3 separate regions of the Mus musculus genome follow, and regions 2 and 3 are each linked to region 1. Evidence: chromatin contacts called from public promoter capture Hi-C data. All regions are on one chromosome and are shown on one strand. Each heading gives the region's core, a stretch centred on a gene start, on an enhancer-like site or on the middle of the called end of the contact. The rest is flanking DNA. Distances are from core to core; before and after follow the strand shown. Region 1 holds the start of Rsl1 (regulator of sex limited protein 1). Region 2 holds the start of Zfp729a (zinc finger protein 729a). Region 3 holds the start of Zfp748 (zinc finger protein 748).

Evidence for each region. Capture Hi-C pulls out chosen DNA fragments and counts their contacts.
Region 2: a promoter capture Hi-C map of liver shows a contact between it and region 1, with 6 times the contacts expected there. The contact joins the promoter of Zfp729a here to the promoter of Rsl1 in region 1. A contact is called at or near these places in 1 of 484 Hi-C or Micro-C datasets (B cells), 1 of 115 datasets of contacts at active chromatin or transcription factors (large pre-B cells) and 2 of 9 other capture datasets (adipose tissue and liver).
Region 3: a contact with region 1 is called in a promoter capture Hi-C map of liver. The contact joins the promoter of Zfp748 here to the promoter of Rsl1 in region 1. A contact is called at or near these places in 1 of 39 promoter capture datasets (liver), 3 of 484 Hi-C or Micro-C datasets (CD4 T cells, cerebral cortex and regulatory T cells) and 3 of 9 other capture datasets (adipose tissue, liver and macrophages).

Annotation. Positions count from the first base shown.
Region 1 is chr13:67,171,697-67,175,021 of GRCm38.p6, forward strand. It overlaps Rsl1 (regulator of sex limited protein 1), which reads left to right and starts at 1,486. Exons shown (of 4, transcript NM_001013769.1): 1 at 1,486-1,557. The coding sequence starts at 1,522.
Region 2 is chr13:67,636,049-67,639,373 of GRCm38.p6, forward strand. Zfp729a (zinc finger protein 729a) reads right to left here and starts at 1,733. Exons shown (of 4, transcript NM_183146.4): 1 at 1,599-1,733. The coding sequence starts at 1,634.
Region 3 is chr13:67,551,359-67,554,683 of GRCm38.p6, forward strand. Zfp748 (zinc finger protein 748) reads right to left here and starts at 1,794. Exons shown (of 4, transcript NM_001035231.3): 1 at 1,673-1,794. The coding sequence starts at 1,678. 9430065F17Rik (RIKEN cDNA 9430065F17 gene) reads left to right here and starts at 1,844. Exons shown (of 5, transcript NR_131100.1): 1 at 1,844-1,895; 2 at 2,216-2,271.

The DNA.
Region 1 (3,325 bases), core at 236-2,735:
CACATACTCAATAATAAGGATTTAAAATGCATGCCTTTTGTGGATACAGAATTCAAAGATTAAACCATGCCACTGGGATTGTGTGTTTAATACCTTATCAATAAGTTTTCACAATTTTGTGGATTCAAGATTTTTTTCCTTTGTTCTTTGATCTTCTGTACCGATGTTTCTAAGCGTGCATTGCCTATCATCACTTGGTATGCTCACCCTATATATTTCGATGGATAAGTAAAATACATTGATTGAACTCTTAAGTCTATGCTTATGTAGTCTTAGAGGCTACTTTGGGTCTGTGTTCCACAGTGGAGTAGACTCCACTGCAGCTGATTTTTTAGTACCTGCCTTTAGTTCACAGGATCTAAGGAATGGACAAGGCTTTGACTCCATGTGATCCCCTGGCTGTTTTGTTAGCAGCCCCATGTACACTGATTTCTGAGGGCTCTCAGAAGGAAATCCTAGTTGCAGGCTACTCAACTATTGTGGTGAGGGTGTATACCACTTTAAAATGTTTGTGCTCTGTACACTCTTGTTTCTACAGTACAACTCAAAGCCTTGTGCATTTATGTCTCACCTGCATACAACAAGTAGGGGAAATGACTGGATGTGTGACCTGCTTTTATTACAGACACCTTTCTACCAACAGATCAACAGTAGTAGTCTCTGTTGGACATAGGTAGCCTGTTAGCTGGTTTTAATCAATGCCTCCATGGGCTTCTTGTTGATCTTCTTTCCAATGTCTGAGAGTCCGGGGCATTAACTCAGGACAAGAGATTTAGAGGAATGTTAGATACACACATGCTTGGGTGTGGCATGGGGATGTCAAATTTTATCTTCAGAGTCAACCTCCTTGGCCTGCTCAAACAGCATGTGTTTCTGTATGTGTAATATTAGCAATGCCCTGGAGGAATTGTTTCTATATATTCAAAAAGTAGAAACACAAACAACAGTATACAAGTTTGTTGGGGCAGACACCAAGCCAGCTTTGTATCCCAAGTCCATTTGTCAAAAGCCACTGAGGAGCTAGGAGCATAGTCAGGAACGCCAAGGCTGGTTTCAAACATTTTATAAAGTTAGTTTTCCTTGCCACGTTGGTTAGTGTATTGCTTTGTTTATTTAACGAACAACTAAGTCAACGTGCCCCCCGTCCCGTCCCCCCCCCCCCGGCCAGGAAGTAGTAATATTAAAATTACTACTAGAAATGACTTGTAAGCCAAAAGTTTCTGTCAAAGGCTTGACTCAAATCCATACATCTCCGATGTGGTTCTGGGGTCGAAAACCAATCTCATTACCCACAGCTTTTCTGCAGATAAGGCTTCCTCCTTGCACCTTCAACTGTGTGTTCCCATCCACAAAACTCTCCAAACAGTAGACTTCACCCACCCTGGGTTCTGGGATTTCCTTCGCACAGACTTCTGGGAGATGTAGTCCGCACCACTGTGACCACTGGGAGCCTTCCAGGAAATCCCCTTCTGAGTTCAGGTCTGTACTCGTGCGTCTTTCTTAAGGTTGGGCGGAAATCGTATGCGGCTATCTATTCCAGTTGTCTCTGACAAGAAGGTTGGTCCAGGCAGCAGCGTAGCCTGGGGCTCTGTGCGGGATCTGTGTCAAGGAGGTTGGTTCAGGAAGCAGCATAGCCTGGGGTTCAGTGCCGGGAGCTGGGCTCTGTCTTGGAGGGAGCGCTTGAGGACTGGGTGGGAGGGCGGAAGCAGCTGCCAGGACTGGCTGTGCTGAACTGGCTGGGGCCACTGAGGCTGCAGTTTTGGAGTGAGGGGACTGGCCTTTTGGGATTGTGTCCTGAGTGAAGGTTTCCTTTAGAACACCGAGAGCAGCCCGAGTCTGCCTTGGTTCTCTGGTACACTGGAGCAGCTTGGTAGTGGAGGACTAGATTGCAAACTAATGGTGATGAGCTGACTACCTGCTCCTGAGAGAGTGCCAGAGCTCACAGACCTGCATTGCTGGAAGCGCGCGTCCCTGGCTGCCCCCATCTCACCTGGATGCTGCCAGAGTCCTTTGTGTCTTTAGAGTAAAAGGGTTTCTGGTCCCCGTGTACTCTGTAGCCAGCTTATAGCAATGGCCTTGAGGTCTGACTGTGTTCATTTTTCGCTGCCAGTAAAGAATTAAGAGAGGAAAAATCCGAGTTACAACAGCTGTCGTGTTGGGGAATTCTGGGACATAGCCAACATATCTGTCTGAATGCACGGAAAATCTTGGACTAGGGTTGAAGAAACACATGCAGTGGACACACAGGCAGGAATGTCTACAAGGCAGAGTGGGATCAAAAGGAGCTCACACCATGTTTCACCTTGAGGGCTGTGTTTACTAAACTTGACAGGACCTCCATCCCTACTTTACAGTTGAGAATTTTTAAAAAAATATTTATTTATTTATTATATGTAAGTACACTGTAGCTGTCTTCAGACACTCCAGAAGAGGGTATCAGATTTCATTACAGATGGTTGTGAGCCACCATGTGGTTGCTGGGATTTGAACTCAGGGCCTTTGGAAGAGCAGTCGGTGCTCTTAACAGCTGAGCCATTTCACCAGCCCCGAGAATTTTTTAAAAAGAGAGTGTCCGCTTGGCCCCAAATGGTTCCGGTCAACATGACATTATCAGGGCTTGGACTTGTTGAGGAAGTTTATGGACATTGTGTATATTTCTGCCATTGTTTCTGTTATCTTGTAACTTTGCTTCCCATGGTAATATGAGGTATAAAAGGGCGGTGAAAAATAAACTCGAGGCTGCTGTGGTATTGACCAGCAATCCTCCCAAGTCTATTTCTTGGCTCTGCATCTTTTCTGCCTCTCCTGTCTTTAATCCTCACTCCATACTCAGAGACTCTTTGACTCTTGACCCAACCTAGGAGTTGCTGCTTCGTGATCTGTGTTGTATGTATTTTAAGCACTGTGTAGTATAGACAGGCTGGTAGGGAATGGGAAGTCTGTATTGTTTGGAACCTGATCAGGAATCCAGCCCTCTCTTTGCCTCTCATGTTGACTTCCCACCAATGTCCTGCTAATCTTTAGATCTGCCCAACTCTGAAAATATATCTCTGTCACTGTCAGGAGATGCAAGAGTTCTTAAAACATCTGTGCTGTCCTTTCTGTTGCTCTAGACTTCTTCTAGGATGGGCTTCCATTGAGTGGAATGTAACCATCGGGCTCCCAGTTATTGGAAGAATATGTAGTAATTGTTAATGGGTGGAAGTGTTCCTGCCTCAGGTCAGACATTATTTGCATTTCTTCCCCATAGAAAGTGAATTTTGCAAGTCTCTGATTCCCCTGCAATGTTTGCTGTTAATTGTATTGGCTAAAACCCACACAAAAC
Region 2 (3,325 bases), core at 483-2,982, 460 kb after region 1:
GGGTCAGTCCTTGCCTCACTCTGTAGTCGGCCACACAGCTTGTGACAATAGATAAAAACCTCCCAGAATCCACTGACTAGGCAGAACATGAGCTTCTATCAATCCAAAAGCTAAAATCTCATCAGATGGTATCTTAGACATTGAAAATATCTCCAATGTCTCATAGTGCATGCCTCTATCAGACTCACACCAATGTATTTCAAATTTTCCTTGGTCAATGACATTATTTGTTCTGTACAACCATGAAACTGGTTCCATGTTGGAGTATGGAATTTGGTTTAAACTAAATCTATGTTCTTAGATCATGGCTACTCAAATAGCTGTGGACTAAACAATTCTCTTAGCCCTTTAAGAGGAGAACTGTGCATTTTTACATGAACATAAACCTACTATGTGTAAATCATAAGACCCCAAGAGTGCCACGGCTTTTGAAATTTATATTACAACTTTTCAAAATATTTATTTATTTATTTATATGAGCATTCTTTTGCTGACATACCAGAAGAGAACATCAGATCCAATAATAGACGGTTGGGAGCCAACAAGTGGTTGCTGGAATTAAACTCAGGACCTTTGGAAGAATAGGCATGCTCTTAACCAATAAGCCATCTCTCCTTCCCTATCTTACAGCTTTTCAAATACAGTTGAAAAAATTGGAGAATTCTTTCTAAAACTATTAAGGGTGTGTCACTAAACCTGAATGTCACATTGAGGGACAAAAGAAAATTTAAAAGAGTTCAGACACTGCTGATAACGTGAACTCTAGGAAGAAAAGCACGTGAAGAGACAACAATGTACAGAGTCTGGCAGATTAGAAAGCAATGCACAGAGCCTGGCAGATGAGCAGAGGCATTTCCCCCTTCCCTTTCAGACTTTCCAGTGCCACCCTGTGATCTCTCATCACCCCAAGTCGTCTCTCACATCTGAAAAGGAGTCAAAATTTTGGACACAACACATACTCAGAACTGTTGAGGTATTATTGTCTAGTGATTTTTAATCTTTAGTGTAAAATCCTATTTATTTGGATTGTGCAAACACTGGTTCATACCAACTACAAGATTATTTTGTGGTTTTATAGCCATGTATTGTCGCATTCAGGTCACAAAGGTGTCTATCAGAAAATGTGATTTGAATCAGGGCATCCGTGAGTCTAACAATTCATTCCAAAGGAACAGGAACTAACATCCCACACAACAGTTTGCCCTCCCTCACAGGATTCTTGCTCCTTGGACACTAGGAACTTTAGGAAGCTGTTTGAGCTCAAACCAGGAGTAGTCTCCAGGACATAACATACAGAGGGCGCTACAAGTCCAAGTGCTCTGTATGCCCTGAGAATCTGACTACAGTCACGTGAGAACGGGTCAGCTAGGTAATGATGAGTGCGCTCCCGTCAGCATCTCGGGAACAGGCAGTCAGCAGACCCAGCCTGCCCTTGCCATCCTGTTGTTTTCAACCTTCTCCCCTTCAAACCCGTGCCCAGGCGCAGCGGCCCAGCTTAGGTCAGCACAGCATCTCCAGGTCAGCAGCTTCCTGCCTCTCAACAAGCCCGAGCCAGCTCCCTCCGTGCCCTACCTGCCACCCTGCACAGCCCCTCAGACCTGAAAGAAGGCGCTGGTCCCTGCACCGAACTCCATCTCAGAAATCCAGATGCAGCGCTGAGCAGGACAACTGCATACATTTGAGGAGTGAAGTTTGAAGGAAGAATAAGGAAGTTCGAGTCCGATGGCCCTTTCTAATGACGAAACAGGAACCAGGACTACACTTCCCACAAGTCAGTTGGAAGGACTTACAGGGACCCCACCTAAGATGTCTTGTGCATTGCCTGCCTTGCGGTCCAGCTGTGGGCAGCTGAAGTTGGAAAGAACTAAGCTGCAGCACATGGGCAGCCACAGGGAAAGTGGGCTTTTAAAAAAGTCTTTGGTTACAGCAAGCGATGTTAGCCTGTGAGCTGAGTTTCACAGTAATGTTTATCACATTTCCTTGTTATCTCTGCTAAAACATTGTGAGATTAAAGCTTCGATCTTTCTTTCTTTTTTTTTTTTCCCCTTGGTTTTTTAAAGCACAGATTTACTTATGGAATATTACTACCGAATGGAAAATTCATGCTTTCATTGTTTATTTAAAATATGAAAGCAGGAAGTTAATGTAGGAGTGGGCATTATCTCTTTAATATGCTATCAAAACCATCCCAGGTGCTGAAGACAGAATTAGAAATCAAACTGAGTCACCACGAAGTGTTTTCTGAGCACTTGCTTTCCTCCTCTGAATCTCTCCCAAGAGGAGGGGCAGAGCTCCTTGGATCACAATGGTGTGTGTACTGGCTCTTCAATTTCCCTCTGTGTTTGGTTTGATGTTCCTTATTGATTTTCCTGTCTCCACTGATCCTGTCATCATTCACATTTGATAATACTTGAACATTACTGGTAGCTGCCTTGCACTTCCCTCACTTCTCCTAAACAGAACACCGAGATAGTTCCTCCTGGAATTCAAAGGTATCAGAAATATGTTCATATCACTGTAAAATGAGGTCGATGTATTAAAGAAGTTAGACTGGAAACTTGGAGTATGGAGAATTCCCATCTTTTCGTGGGAAGGTTTATTCCTGTGTAGTTCATGCTTGAGTTAAAGCTACAAATGGCATTACAGAAAAGTCTTCATACTTCCCTGAGGCACAATAATTCAAAGCCAAGCTGTTTCAGAGCAGAGACTGTGCAAAATCCCATTCCAATTTTTCTTCTCTAGGGAGTGTGTTTGCCTAGGGATCAGAACAGATTCCTTAACTTAGAAAAACTAGAGTCAACAAGCAGTACATTCACCTGGACATTTGATTGGCATGTCTGTTTAGAATGAGGTCATGAGTGGTCTGTCATCCCCCTGATGGCTGTAGTGAAGGGCATTGCCAACAACCAGAAGGACTTAACATTTCTGAGCATAGTTAGTTTTCCAATATGTGTATGTGTTGAGGTTTGGTATGTTGCTATGTATTGTAATACTAAATTTTATATCTGAAGGTCTAAGCTTACCATGGACCTCTCACATTTAAAAGGTTCTGTTGTGCAAACCTTGTTCCTTGATTGAAAACTATTAGTTAAATCAAATTTGGTACAGCCTATTACTGGAAGGACTAGAAGTAGGTGGCTTTTGAGTTAGGTGGTATGGGGTGGAGAAGAGAGAGAAGGAAAAGAGGCCAGGAAAAGGAGGAAGAATGGGTGAAGAGGATGAGCTGCCATGGGGGGGGGGTGTACATGGCTGGGAGAAACATTAAGTATCTGAAGTACACCACTGGGAAGGTAGCCAAGAAAGCAGTTAGAGGAAGAGTAAATTA
Region 3 (3,325 bases), core at 544-3,043, 380 kb after region 1:
GCTTTAATCTGTTCAAATCTGTACAAATCTAACAGTGATCTTAAATATTCAGTACAATGTTACTACTTGTGCCTAAAGAAATACTAAGCGCAGCCCATCCTGTAAACAGTGGAGGCTCAGATTCTCATCCAACTGATTTGTTTTTATGAAGCCACCTCAAAGAAGATAATAACTGCGTGTCTTTGAAAAAGTCTGCCAAACAATCTGACGCATACTTTTCAACTCAAAATACATCACTTGCATTTGAAAACAACTACCGACAGACTCAAGAACAGAAATCTTTATAAACCAAAAGGAGAAAAATGACAAAAATCCGTGCTTCACATTTTTTATTCCTCCCATCCAAATCTATACAAATACCTTCCGTATCTTCTCTCCATGTTAACCAACAGATGTCACACAGATCACCAGGGGATGGTGAGCATCATCATCGCCATCCTGCAAACTTTCCTATCAGAGTCTTTGTAAGGACGACATGTGTAATACAACAACGTCACTATATGTGAGTTTCTAAAATGAGTAATTCCTTCCCTCATATTTTCACTTGTACAAACAAAAGACTATGTGAGCAGCCCACTGTGAAAAAACTACAGGATCCCGAGTGAACCATAGCTCTTAAAGTCATCTCTTACTCTTTTGACCCAGTATAAAAACTTGGGAGAAACGGTTCCGGACGAACTGTTTAAGGGCACTCGTGGAACACAGATCCCACAACTAGTGACAGTTTTAGACACAGTATGCAGTGGACAACGACGGGAGAAAACCATGGGATCGATCAGAGAGCACTGTAAGCATCCGGTCAGGTAGGCAGGACTATTTCTCTTTCCCAGAGAAACTCAAGCACCTCTGTCCCCTTACAGTCAATCCCTAGACACCCTTGTAGCCTCTAGCCAACTCATCTCCCACAAACTAATGGCATCATAATTCCCAATGGAATTGGATGAGTTATTCTTCTCCAGTACAGTGCAGGATCAGTAATTTCTTGTTTTGCAAAGCTAGAATCTTTTCCTTTAGGGGATCATTCTAGCTCTGCATGGGGGTGTTAGTCTGAGGATTCAGGTCACAGCAGTGATCATTAAGTATTCCTATTTAAAACGGCAGTCCATAAATCTCTGTTCCAATGAAAATGGGATTAACATCCCATGCATCAATCTCTCTCGCAAAACTCTCCGTCCTTGGAAACTAGTAACTCTATGAACTTCTATCAATACAAACTAAAAGTATTAGGCCGGCTATAAAGTACAGGAGGGGCCAGATCTCCACTTGGTCTAGGTGTCCTGAGAAAACTGACAAGCGCGGGGAAGGCGTGGGTCCATAGCCAATCTGAGATGTATGAGTCCACCACCACCACTTCCAGGTACAGGTTACGAGCAGACCCGCCTGTCCGAGCAATCCTGGATTTTCATATTCCCAATTCCTTTCTTACCAATACAGCCTCTATAAGAGACCCAGGCAGCTACTCTGAGCTCACAAGAGCGTTCACTTCCAGCACCAACCGCATGCCCTCTCCCCGGCCCCAGCAGGCTTCCAGACGCTGTGGCCCAGCCTAGGTCAGCAGGGCTCCACCAAGTCTGTTCTTCCCGCCTCCGGGCCACCCCTCCTCCGCCGCCTCCGGGCCGGACCCGCCCTCGGTCCCTCCGACCTGCAGCGGTACGCGACACCCTGGACCAACCTCCATGTCAGCGATGCAAGCCGAGCGCGGAGCAGGACCAGAGAATCGCCCAACTTTGAGAGAAAATGCACTAGTGCAGTCGCAATGCGGAAGTGCCGTTTCCACAATGGCTCCTTGTGAAGCGATCCAACGGAAGACTACACTTCCCACAAGTCTGTGCGACGAGGCGCCAGGAAAACAGGCTGGTGACGTGTGTGTTTCCTGTGTTTCTTCACCTCTGCAGGTGAGGATGGATGGGAACGCGAGCATTTTTTGCACTGGGACAGCCATAGGGAGTCGGGCTGCTTTTAAAATCCCGGGTTCACTACCGGAGATGTTTGAATGTGAGTCGAGCCTTTGACTCTAATGTTTGCTGATTATTTCTGGTCAATCTGTACTGATTTAAAACTCAAAGTCTACTTATTATGAGGTTTATTCCATATGTAAAATTCACGTTGACTCAATTTAACTTTAAAATAAATCAGCAAAAAATTGTATGGAAATGACCACTTTCTGTTAAGATGATTTTACAATCAGCCTATTTGTCACTCCGTGTCTTCGCAGATGCTCAGGAGCTTAAGACAGAAGGATGCCAAATCCAAGGATAACCTGGGCAAAAGGTACAAACTACAAAAAAGGGTTACTGAGCATCTTAGGGGTAAAGTCCCTGCTTGCCTGGGATGAAGAAGGCTTTAGTTATAAATACACCACTACAATAGACAATCTCGTCCTGTAGTTAAATAAAATAACCAGTTTGCCACAGCTGGAAAAAAAGTCTTAGTGTGAACATTGGAATCCATACAGTGTAGTGCACAGGTCAAGGTGCACAGATATGATTTAAAATTATAGAACAAAATTAAAAGCCCAGCTCTCTAGAATTCACTTGTAAAGAACTCAGAGAATCTAACTGGGAACATAGAAATAATGAATGAATGAATAAAGATAGATTGGCACCATTGGGACCTCCTATCTCCTCGTAAATATCTAGTGCTGTACTGGTCATGCCAAAGACCAAAGAACAAACCTTTTTAGAAAGAAGAGTCTGGACTCGTGACGGACAGTGGTTCACAAGGAAGCTAAATCTCAGCTGAGAAGGAAAGTCTTTTTTTTTTTTTTTTTTTTTTAATAAGAAACTTGTGTCCTGCCGGGCAGTGGTGGCGCATGCCTTTTATCCCAGCACTTGGGAGGCAAAGGCAGACAGATTTCTGAGTTGGAGGCCAGCCTGGTCTACACAGTGAGTTCCAGGACAGCCAGGGCTATACAGAGAAACCCTGTCTCGAAAAACCAAAAAAAAAAAAAAAAAAAAAAAAAAAAAAAAAAAAAAAAAGAAAGAAAGAAAGAAAGAAAGAAAGAAAGAAAGAAAGAAACTTACTTGTGTCCTTTTTTATTCTTCCCTGAAATGTTTAAGAAGGAGTTTTAATAACTGGTTGGGGAGGGTGGTTGGAGAGATGGCTCAGCGGTTAAGAGCACTGACTGATCTTCCAGAGGTCCTGAGGTCAATTCCAGCAATCACGTGGTAGCTTACAACTATCTGTGGATCCCAATCCAGTGCCCTCTTCTGGTGTGTCTGAAGACAGCTATGGTGTACTCATATAGAAAAAAATAAAAATAACTATTAGGTGACACAAATGCCAATATTTCTATAGATAAGAATGAATAATACAGTCTCTGCAA